2 separate regions of the Rattus norvegicus genome follow, and region 2 is linked to region 1. The links are chromatin contacts, called in public Hi-C maps. All regions are on one chromosome and are shown on one strand. Each heading gives the region's core, a stretch centred on a gene start, on an enhancer-like site or on the middle of the called end of the contact. The rest is flanking DNA. Distances are from core to core; before and after follow the strand shown.

The links. A called contact is a pair of places that touch in the nucleus more often than the background predicts.
Region 2: a Hi-C map of the A7r5 cell line shows a contact between it and region 1, with 9 times the contacts expected there. The contact joins two enhancer-like sites. A contact is called at or near these places in 1 of 12 Hi-C or Micro-C datasets (the A7r5 cell line) and 1 of 1 datasets of contacts at active chromatin or transcription factors (oligodendrocytes).

What each region holds. Positions count from the first base shown.
Region 1 is chr3:34,362,942-34,367,956 of GRCr8, forward strand. No RefSeq gene overlaps it. Among named protein-coding and RNA genes, the nearest start is that of C3h9orf50, 120 kb to the right of the region's middle. Within about 2 kb of position 1,915, at least 30 of the 93 cell types and tissues checked have an H3K27ac peak or open chromatin away from gene starts, as enhancers often do. A contact at or near this core is called in the A7r5 cell line, where this site is marked.
Region 2 is chr3:34,475,328-34,480,342 of GRCr8, forward strand. C3h9orf50 (similar to human chromosome 9 open reading frame 50) reads right to left here. Exons shown (of 6, transcript NM_001100979.1): 4 at 4,011-4,176; 5 at 3,721-3,895; 6 at 3,198-3,411. The coding sequence ends at 3,304. Among named protein-coding and RNA genes, the nearest start is that of C3h9orf50, 6.9 kb to the right of the region's middle. Within about 2 kb of position 2,269, at least 35 of the 93 cell types and tissues checked have an H3K27ac peak or open chromatin away from gene starts, as enhancers often do. A contact at or near this core is called in the A7r5 cell line, where this site is marked.

The DNA.
Region 1 (5,015 bases), core at 665-3,164:
AAGATCGCCCAGCAGTTCAGCTGGGACTATGGCTTTGTGGATTTACTGTGGAAAGCCATGAACTTGATGGACCCTTTTTTTACAGGAGCCCAGAGATGTCAACCATCGGCCAGTTTGGGAAGGGTCGCACAGGCCAAGATGGGATGTGTAAGACCCTATCCAGAGGGCAATGGGGGAACATAGCTGTCTACGTTATATTTCAGAAGGAACAGTGGTGTGTGGGGGTTCAGGCCCAGAGACTGGGGAAGGGCAGAGGAAGGTCCGCTCCACAATCAGTGTCCAGAGGCTTCACAGGGAGCGGGAGTGGACATGATCGAAACATGATGGGGGCAGAGCCACAGGTACAGGTGACACTGGACACAAGGAGCTGTTTGAAAAGGGAGACAGGGTTGGGGATTTAGCTCAGTGGTAGAGCATTTGCCTAGGAAGTGCAAGGCCCTGGGTTTGGTCCCCAGCTCCGGAAAAAAAAAAAAAGAAAAAAAAAAAAAGAAAAAAAAAAAAAAAAGAAAAGGGAGACAAAGGGAAAGAGATTGTGTGGGTGTACTGGAGATCTCTCTCTCTCTCTCTCTCTCTCTCTCTCTCCCCCTCCCTCCCTCCCTCCCTCCCTCCCTCTTTTCCTCTTTTGAGCCTTAGGTACTATTGGTCAGGACACCAAGAAGAAGGTACAGCTTTGATCCCCAAAGGCCCAAATCCATAGAAATCAAAGCCTGCACAGGGGTCTGTAAGGCTGTGCGTGTGTGCGTGTGTGTGTGTGTGTGTGTGTGTGTTTCACATGTGCTTGACAGTGCAGTGGGGGAGTGTGAGGGGGTAAGAGCAGAATGGTGCCTTTCTGGAGGGTGGATATCAGGCATCTAAAGGTCCGGCCCTTGACCTTCTCTAGTGTTCCAGGGCATTCAGGCTGGCCTCTAAGAGCACCCACCCTCTCACACTGACTGACCTGGGTGTCTCCTACTTCACTGACCCCCACACTGGGGTGCACCGGCTTTCCTCCTTGGAAAGATACCCTCTGACTGGTCCTGCGGGACATAGGTGGATGTGGCTGCTGGAGGGATGGCTAGGCTCTGAGGACTAGTGGGCAAGGGCACAGATGACAGTGCGTTAGACACACAGAAGCCTGAGAGCAGAGGAGCCGTTGTTTCGCCCAGAGCATAGACGAGATCCATGGAGGAGTGGCTGGGTGAACGATGTATAGTGTAGGGGGGATGGGCATTACACAAGGACAGGGTGACCCAAGGAACTCGATATTTGTTGACAGCCAGTCCTGTGTTGACCCTTCCTCTGGTTTCTTAGTTTCCCTAGAGCCCCTCCCTCCTTACTTCTGGAGGGCACAGCTCTGGACACCCTACACATACACCGGGACTTCCGTCCCTTTGTGTGGAGCCTAACTCTTCACTCAGGGCTTTGGGTTTGGCTGAGAGGCCTAGTTATTTGTCAGGGCTCATGACTGGGGCGACTGGGGCAGAAGTAGGAAGTTTAGGTGTTCTCCACCCACACCCTCCACTCACTTCCTTCCTGGCTTTCTGCTGTCTCCCCACTTCTTCCTTCTTCCCCATCTTCCTCCCTCCTCCCTCCTCCCTCCTCCCTCCTCCCTCCTCCCTGGCTCTGTCCTCTTCCAGGAGAGCACCCAGATGGGCTGGGCCAGTGGGCAGGTATAGCCTCAGCCAAGACCTGCACTAACGCTGGCGCCCTTGGCTCTGGCAGGCCCAGGCATTCGGGTCCCGCGCCTGGTGCCCGCCCCTCCCCGCAGCTCCGATTTTCAGCTTGGGTTTGATCGGCTGCCAGGATCTCCCAAATGTCAGCAGCAGCATTCGCGTCTTTAAGAGAGCGCCCGAGGCGATCTTTAAGCGGGGAGGCTGGGGCCGGCGCTGACGAGGGAACGCTGCTGACAGCCTCGCTCGTGCCTCCCCAGCCAGCTTGCAGAGCTGCAGCCCCGCTCTGGGCCTGGACTCATTTTGAAGCCTGGGGTAAAACCAGGCTAGGCCAGGAGCTGAGTAGCAGGACCCCTGCTGGAAGCCAAGAGGGCCAGGCATTAATAGACCAAATACAGCTTTAAGTGCTGCCCAACAGGCAGAGAAGGGCAGTTTCTCCTTCCTCACCTTGAAGGGACATATTTAGGGAGAGGAGATATGGGGAAGGCTCCAAACTTTGGCCTAGCTGGTGTTCAGATCTGTAGTGAGAGCTGTGTAGCCTTGGGAAAGTTGCTGGCCCTCTCTGAGCCTCAGCCCTCTCATCGGAGAAGAGTGCTCAGGGGGCTAGAACACTGGTATAGAATTGCCGGGGCTCCAGGGTCATGAAGAGAGGAACAGCCTTATGGGGTATGTGGTGGGTACCCCAAGAAATTGCCCTTTCTCCTGCCTGCTCCCTCTTCCCTGCAGCTTTCTAACCACTTTTATGACAGAGGCTGCTATCTCTCCCAAAGATTCCCGTCCACCCACAGGACACCGATGATCATGACCACCCAACTTCTCAGGCGTCCAGTGCCCCCCTCAGAGAAAGGGAAACCAGAGTTCAGTCCCCACCCAAGGAAGATGTGCTGGGGAAGGTGGCTGCATGGACTTCCCGTCCCCTAGATGTAGCTTCTCTGGGACCAGGCAGAGTGGGTGTGAAACTGGGAGAAGGTGGTGTCCATCCAGTGAGGTCCAGGATTGGCATCTCACTCACCAAGGAATGTTCTGAATGGGAGTCACAGGGTTGAGGCACAGAATGGTTGTGAAATAAAATCAGAATGCATGGATGAGGGTGGGGAGAAACATAGACAGGCAAAAGGTGGGGAAGGATGGCTGGATGGGTGGTGAGTGGGTGGGCACCTGGGAAGATGGATGGGTGGATGGATGGACAGGTGGATGGATAGGGGAACAGATGGGTAGAATGTGAGGTGGGCGGGTGTCTGGAGATAGTGAATTGAGGCCGTGTGTAAGTGGATGGATGGATGGATGGATGGATGGATGGATGGATAGATGGGTGGATGGGTGGATTCTGAGGTGAATGGGCAGATGGGAACTGCGTGAGTGAGAGGGGAGACAGACGGACGGGAGGAAGGATGGGAGGAGGAGTCTGTAAATGGAGGTGACCCTGACCACCAGTGAAGACCACATTCAGAAAATGGTAGCTTTGCCTTCAGCCTGTCATGATGCTCTGTGAGACTTGGAAAATCATCTGGGCCTCAGCTTCCTCATGTGTCTAAAAAGGACAATAGTATGTGGACACACACATGCATACACACACACCCCACATACATCCCACACATTCCCCCCACTACACACACACACACTACACATATACACATATACACTACACACATACCCCACATACATCCCCCACACACACTACACACACACCCCAGAGACATCCCACACATACTCCCCATACACACTACCCACACACCACATACACACTAAACACACACACACCACATACATCCCACATACCCCCACACACAAACTAGACACGCACCACACATAAACACACACAGAACACACACAACACACATACACACACACACACTACACACACAATACATCCTTCACACACACACACACACACACACACACACACACACACACACACTCCTAACCCTCAGGCATCCAAGGACCTGCTGTAAGCAGAACGACCTGAGTTTGGATCCCTAACATCACATTCTAAAAAGCTGGGTGTAGCCTCACATAGTCCCTAACTGTAGCAGAGAGGGAGACAGGCGTTGTCAGTCAGTCTAGCCAACTGGTGAGCACTGGGTTCAGTGAGAGATCTGGTCTCAAAAACTAAGGTGAAGAACAAGAGAAGGTGACCTCTCCCTCTACACTCATGTACACGCACACATGTGCACACAGACCCTTGACTGTGTGTGTGTCGACAGCAGACAGCACCGTGACCTCCCAACACCACCCCCTCCAAACCCCACCCTACCACATCCTGTCCTGTGATTAGCTTCCTCTTCCCTGTGTCCACAAGGCCCTTCTGTATGGTTCCAGGAAACACTTCCTGGGAATTGTGCTCACAGCAGAATCCAGCAGAGAACACCCACGTTCGAGAATATTTCTGCCTGGTTCATTCAGGCTGGAGTTAGGAAGCTGTCTCTAAAGTCAAAAGTGGATTCGGGGAGTGGGGGAGGGGTCATCCCCACCGAGTTGAGTGCTTGCCTAGTATGCATGAAGCCCCGAGTTAGATCTCCAGACTCCTGTGAACTGGCTGTGGTGGGACAGGCCTCAGTCCCAGAACTCAGAGCTAGAAGCAGGTGAGGAAGAAGTTCAAAGGCATCCTTGAGCTAGGACTTAAATCTAAAGGAGTGGGGAGGGAGATAAGATTTAGGGGGCAACGGGGCTGGGGATTTAGCTCAGTGGTAGAGCGCTTACCTAGGAAGCACAAGGCCCTGGGTTCGGTCCCCAGCTCCGAAAAAAAAAGAACCAAAAAAAAAAAAAAAAAGATTTAGGGGGCAAGTGCTTGCCAGGCAGGTGTAAGGCAAGAGGATTGAACCCCCAGAACCCACACAGTAGTGTGCTCACCTGTAATCTTAGTACTCAGAGAGATGGGAAGGGGAGAGGAGCCCAGGAAGTTTCAGGCATACAAAGCAGGGAGCAAGACCCTGTCTCAAAATGGGTGGGAGGTGAGCTGGCTGGTTCTATGTCAACTTGACACAGGCTAACGGTCTGTGAGAGGAGGGAACCCCACTGGAGAAAACGCCTCCATAAGACTGTGCTGTCGGCGACCCTGTAGAGAACTTCCTTATTTGGTGATTGATGTGGGAGGAAGGGCTGGGCACGTTGTGAGTGGGGCCATCCCTGAGCTGGTTGGTAGTCCTAGGTTTCATATGAAAGCAAGCCATGAGGAGCAAGCCAGTAAGCAGCACTCCTCCATGGCTTCTGCTTCAGCTCCTGCCTTCAGGTTCCTGCCCTGTGTGAGTTCCTGTCCTGACTTCCTTTAGTGATGAACAGCAGTGCGGAAGTGTGAGCTGAATAAACACTTCCCTCCCCAACTTGCTTCTCGTTTTTTAGTGTTTCACTGCAGCAAAAATCCTGACT
Region 2 (5,015 bases), core at 1,019-3,518, 110 kb after region 1:
TGTAACTGAGCTGAAAATGGGTCAGATTTCTCTGGTCCTCAGCTTCCCAGAACGGGCTCTCCTGAGCGTGGTTTCTAAGAAACCCAGTGTACAAATGAGGCCTGGTGGCTGCAGGAAACTGAGTATGGCTCAGTCTTTGTCTCTCTGGTCTTGGGGTGCTCTGGTTACCTAGAACTTCGCAGACTACCAAGCTGGTTTCGAACTCTGAGATCCTCCTGCCTCTACCTCTCAAGTGCTGGGATTAAACCCATGTGCCACGAATTCCAGCTGTCTCACTCTCCCTCTTTCGAGGGCTTTTTTTTTTTTTTTTTTTTTTTTTTTGGTTTTTTTTTCGGAGCTGGGGACCGAACCCAGGGCCTTGCGCTTCCTAGGCAAGCGCTCTGCCACTGAGCCAAATCCCCAACCCCTCCAGGGCTTATTTTTAAAGCCAAGCACAGCTGCGCACACCTTCAATCTCTCAGCACTCGGGAGGCGGAGGCAAGAGGATCTCTAAGTTCAAAGTCAGCCTGGTCTGTAGAGTGAGTTCCAGGACAACCAGAGCTACATAATGTGACACCGTCAGGGAAAAAAAAAAATTTTTTTTTAAAATTGTGTTTGTGTGTGCACATGCAAATGTGCCCGTGAGCATGCACGCATGTGAATGAACGTGAGTGAAGTTACTGCAGAGTCCAGAAGAGAAGGTACAGGCAGTTGTGAACTGATGTGGGTGCTGGAAACCAAACCCAGGACCTCTGAGAGAGCAGCAAGTGCTCTTAACCACTGAGCCATCTCTCCTGCCCACACTGTGGGGACCAGACCCAGCTCCTCACACATGGCAGTGTAAGCAGCAGCCCTCACTTCTAGGGCTAATGAGTCACCACCAGGGTACAAAGACTCACAAGGCAGAGAACATTCCAGAGAAAGGGGCAGGGCTTCCTGTCAGAGTGGGGACACCCTGCATCTGTCAACGAGCCTAGTTCCCATGCCCTACTTGACTTGGCCCAAGAGATATAGTCTGTGGTGGTGATCAGGGAGATGAGAGAGTTGGGAAGGCCTCACCCGGGAGAGGAACAGACCAGCCCTAAAGCACATGGTACACGGCTACCACACCCACTATGCTACTGGAAAGGGACCCAAAGCTAGGATTTTCCCCCAGCTCCCCTGTGCCTGGGGGCCACCTTTAAAGGCCCCACGAGGCATGGCAGGCATGGTGGCACACACTTTAATCCTAACACTGAGGTGGGCAAAGGCGGGCAGATCTCTGAGTTCCAGGCCAGCCTGGAGTGATCACAGAGTGATCACAGACCAGGTCCACAGTGAGGCCCTGCTCAACCATCCAGACAAAAAGGTTCAGTACAGGCTCTGGGAAGGAGAATGGAATCACTCTGAGGAAAGACCTAGGTTGTTTGAAAGGGGTCTTTTCCCAGTTTCAGCATTCCCAGCCCCTTCTTGGTCACCTAAGTTCAGGCACCACACGAACTGCCATGTTGTGGGTGTAGGCTGATGACACTTCTGAAGTCCTCTAGGACCCTGGTCCTCCAGAGGTCCATGGTACATACTTCAGTGTGCAACACAAGCTCTGAAGTGTGTTACCTCTGTGTGTGGAATGGGCTGTGTGTGCATTCTTTCTGGGGTAAGTATGCCTGGCTTCCCCGTGTGGGAGGACGTCTGTGTGCCATGTGTATGGTCCCATGTATCATGTGCTGTGTGTATCTGTGTTTATGTGGTATGTGTGCGAGTACCTCTTTGTGTCTGTTTTTCCATGTGTATGATGTGTTGTTACATGTGTGCCTGTGTCCATGTGTATCAGTTGTGTGTGTGTGTGTGTGTGTGTGTGTGTGTGTGTGTGTGGTGTGTGCTTCTCCATGTGTGGTATCTGTACATGTTGTATATACAGTGTGTGTTATGTACCTGGACTGTGTCTGCTGTGAACATCTGTGGTATGGTTTTCTACGTGTGTGGGGTCTCTATTGGTGTCGTATGGTGTGCCTGTCTGTGTGTTCTCCCTGTGTGTGGGGTCTCCAGGTGGTGGTGAGTATGTGCTGTCCTCTGTGTGTGGGGTCTCTGTGGTGTGTCCTACTTCGACCTCCAAGATTTTTTCCTTGCATGGGTCTGTTCTGTGCGTTACCAGCCTCTCCGTGAAGGTCAGGTCTCCCGGTTGCAGACTGGAGGCCGAGTTCCCCACAGTGGGGAGCGCAGAACCCAGGATTCAGGGATCACAGCGAGCACTGCCTAAGGGAAAGTTTTCAACACCGGACTAGAGCTGAAGTTTCGCGGCGCAAAGCCAGGCCAACACTGCCCCCGCGCGGTGCGGCGCGGCGCTGCAGGCGGCCGGGGAAACAGAGGCAGAACCCGCACCCGCGGTGCGCAGCACTCCAGAATTCCACGTCCTGGGTCTCAGCCTGAAAGCCCAGAAAGGGACCGAGGCCCGCTCCAGCCCAGCGCAGATGACGTTGACGCATCGCGTCGCATACCGGGTCCGGATCTACCTTTCTTCAGCCCTTCATCATCCCCAGCCCATCTGGTCCCTAAGATGACCGGCCCAGTCCAGCCCAAACCCCCAGCATTCGGTCCTCCCAGTTAGACTCCACTCCGCGCCGAGTCCGAGCCGTTTCTTCAAGGGCCAGCAGGTGGCGATAAAGACCTGGCCAGAGCGCAAGAACAAGGTGAAACTCCAAAGAGGGAGGGCTGGCTCCCAGGCTTCCCCCAGGGGTTGGGACATGGAGTGATGGGGCACTTGGGTGTATGTCAGTGTCTAGGTTAGTGCAGCAGATAAATGCTAGGAGGCGCCTGCCACCTTGACTCAGGCCACTTCCCCATGTGGATCTGAACTGCATCAGGCTAAAAGGACTAAGAATTACCCATACACAGGCCTCTTTTTCCTGGGCTGGGGTCTAGATACCCATACCCTCTACTAAAAGTTGGGCAGAGAAGCCTCTGGCGCTAAAGACAAGTTGTTTATCCACTCTCCTAGGCTGAGGTCATGGCTGGGGGTCTGCTTCAGGTATGGGTTGATTTAGGTTTGAGGTTGTGTAGTGAGTGCCCCCCACCCCTTGGGAAAGCATCCCTTAGGACAAGCTGAGCCCCTCGGGTGCCCTGTCCCCCCCCATATCACCAGCCTCATCCCAGCTGTGAATCCGCCCTAATCTCCCCCACCCAGGAATCCAAGTGGTCCCCAATCAGGCACCCAGAATGGCTCATACTGGAGGACCTAGTGATCCATCCCAGCCACCTGGGAGGTGTGTTTATTTGTGGGGCGAAGAAGCACTCTCCTCATTGCCTGGCATGGGTACACTTCTGAGCAGGGGGGCCTCTGGCAGGCATTCACCTGTGAGCCTGCTGCCGGTTTGTGGTCGGCAGAAGGAGCTGGTAGCCCTTAGGGCGGCCTTGCTTTAGAACGGTCTGCAGCACCAAACTGGGCAGAAAGGATTCCTAGAGGGAGCAAGGCACTGCTGAGGGGAGCCCAGGGAGGAGACGGGGAGCAGACAGGTTCCCTGGGAGCCCAGGTGGGAGGAGACAGGTCCCCGGGGCCCGGGGGTGGGGCGTGGCGGCAGGTGGTCCCTCCCTGCAGTTGGTCTAGACTGAAGCACAGCCCACCCACTCACTAGCCAGGCTCAAGGACTTCCTCCCCCTCCGCTCCACACCGAGGGAGGCCAGGCCACACAAATCCAACAGAGAGGCTCCCCTGCAGAGTCACTGAGGGCTGGTGCTTCTGCTGGCCAGCTGCCCTGGGCTGCTCACCAGCTTCTGGCTCCCGGGACAGGGCGATTTGCCCACCTGCTCCGGATTGTTAGGGGTGTCCAGGAAGGTTCTTAGGCCTCCCCTTGGCCTTGGGGCGGTGGCCCTGGAGATGAAGGGTAGGCGGCTGCTCACGGTGGCATCCTCAGAAAGGTAGAGCTGTGGTTCCTGAGCTGACCTGGTGAGGGGAGAGGAGCCTATAGCTTTTCGACCCTGAGTTCCAGGCCCATCTGCACTTCGTCCCCGGAGGACCTAGACCACAACCCTCCTGCTTTCTCTACCCAGAGCCTCACTCGCGGGGGCAGTTCCAGCATGAGGAGCTAGCCGCGGTGTCTTGGACCCTGGGTTGAAGGGCTCTGGGCAGACTGTCCAACCATCTCCCAACACTCCCAAGCACTCGCTCTGACACAGATACAGCTGGCAAAGCCGTCTGCTCGCTCGGTAAGATATTCTGCCGGACTAGAAGAGAGAGAGCAGAGTGAGTTCCCTGTCCCCTCCCCCAGGGAGGGGCATACTGATATGCCCCCACCCTCTCTCCTTCCTCTGGCTGGCAAGGCTAGACAGAGCCCTGTCTCCATGGCAACCACAGGCTCCCCAGTGCCTGTCGGTTGCCTCCAGAGAAGTCCTGGGTTTTAAAACTACCTCCCTGTGACTGTTTCTGCTATGCCACAAAGCTGATCTCTGCCACAGTCCTACTCCTACCCCACCCCACAATGGGCCCAGGATGCCAAGAATCTGCAAGGCTTAGAGGGAGGGAATCTCTCGGGGCTGGGCGCTTTTCCTGTATCACCAGAGGCTACCTCTGACGGGAGAAACTGAGAAAGCACATGTCCTGATGCTATGGGCTATGGCCACAGTACTCGGCCTGTTCTTGAGTTTCTGGAGCATTCTGACCACTGGCAACCACCCTTTGCCTCAATTTTCTCGGCAATCAAAATAACCAGAAGCCGGGGTGCAGGGCACGCCTGTAGTTCTAGCAGCTGGGAGGTGGAGGCAGGAAGATCAGAATTTCGAGGTTATCCTTGGCTACATAGTGAGTTGTGTAGGTCAGCCTGGGATTCACGAGACTCTGTCTCGATGACAATAAGTCAGCACTGCTAGTCCTAGTAGGTACAAGAGCTCTCAAGTCTATTAGCTGAAATTGTACTCTGAAGCACACACATGTGCAAAATACAACCACAAGTTGGGCTTCCCCGATTTATGTGAGTGCCAAGGGGAGCTGTACCGGGCGGGGCTGCTGAGTCTGCAGGACAGAGCTGGGTACCAGGAAGTCTTGTCTTTCTCATTGTCCTGCCTGC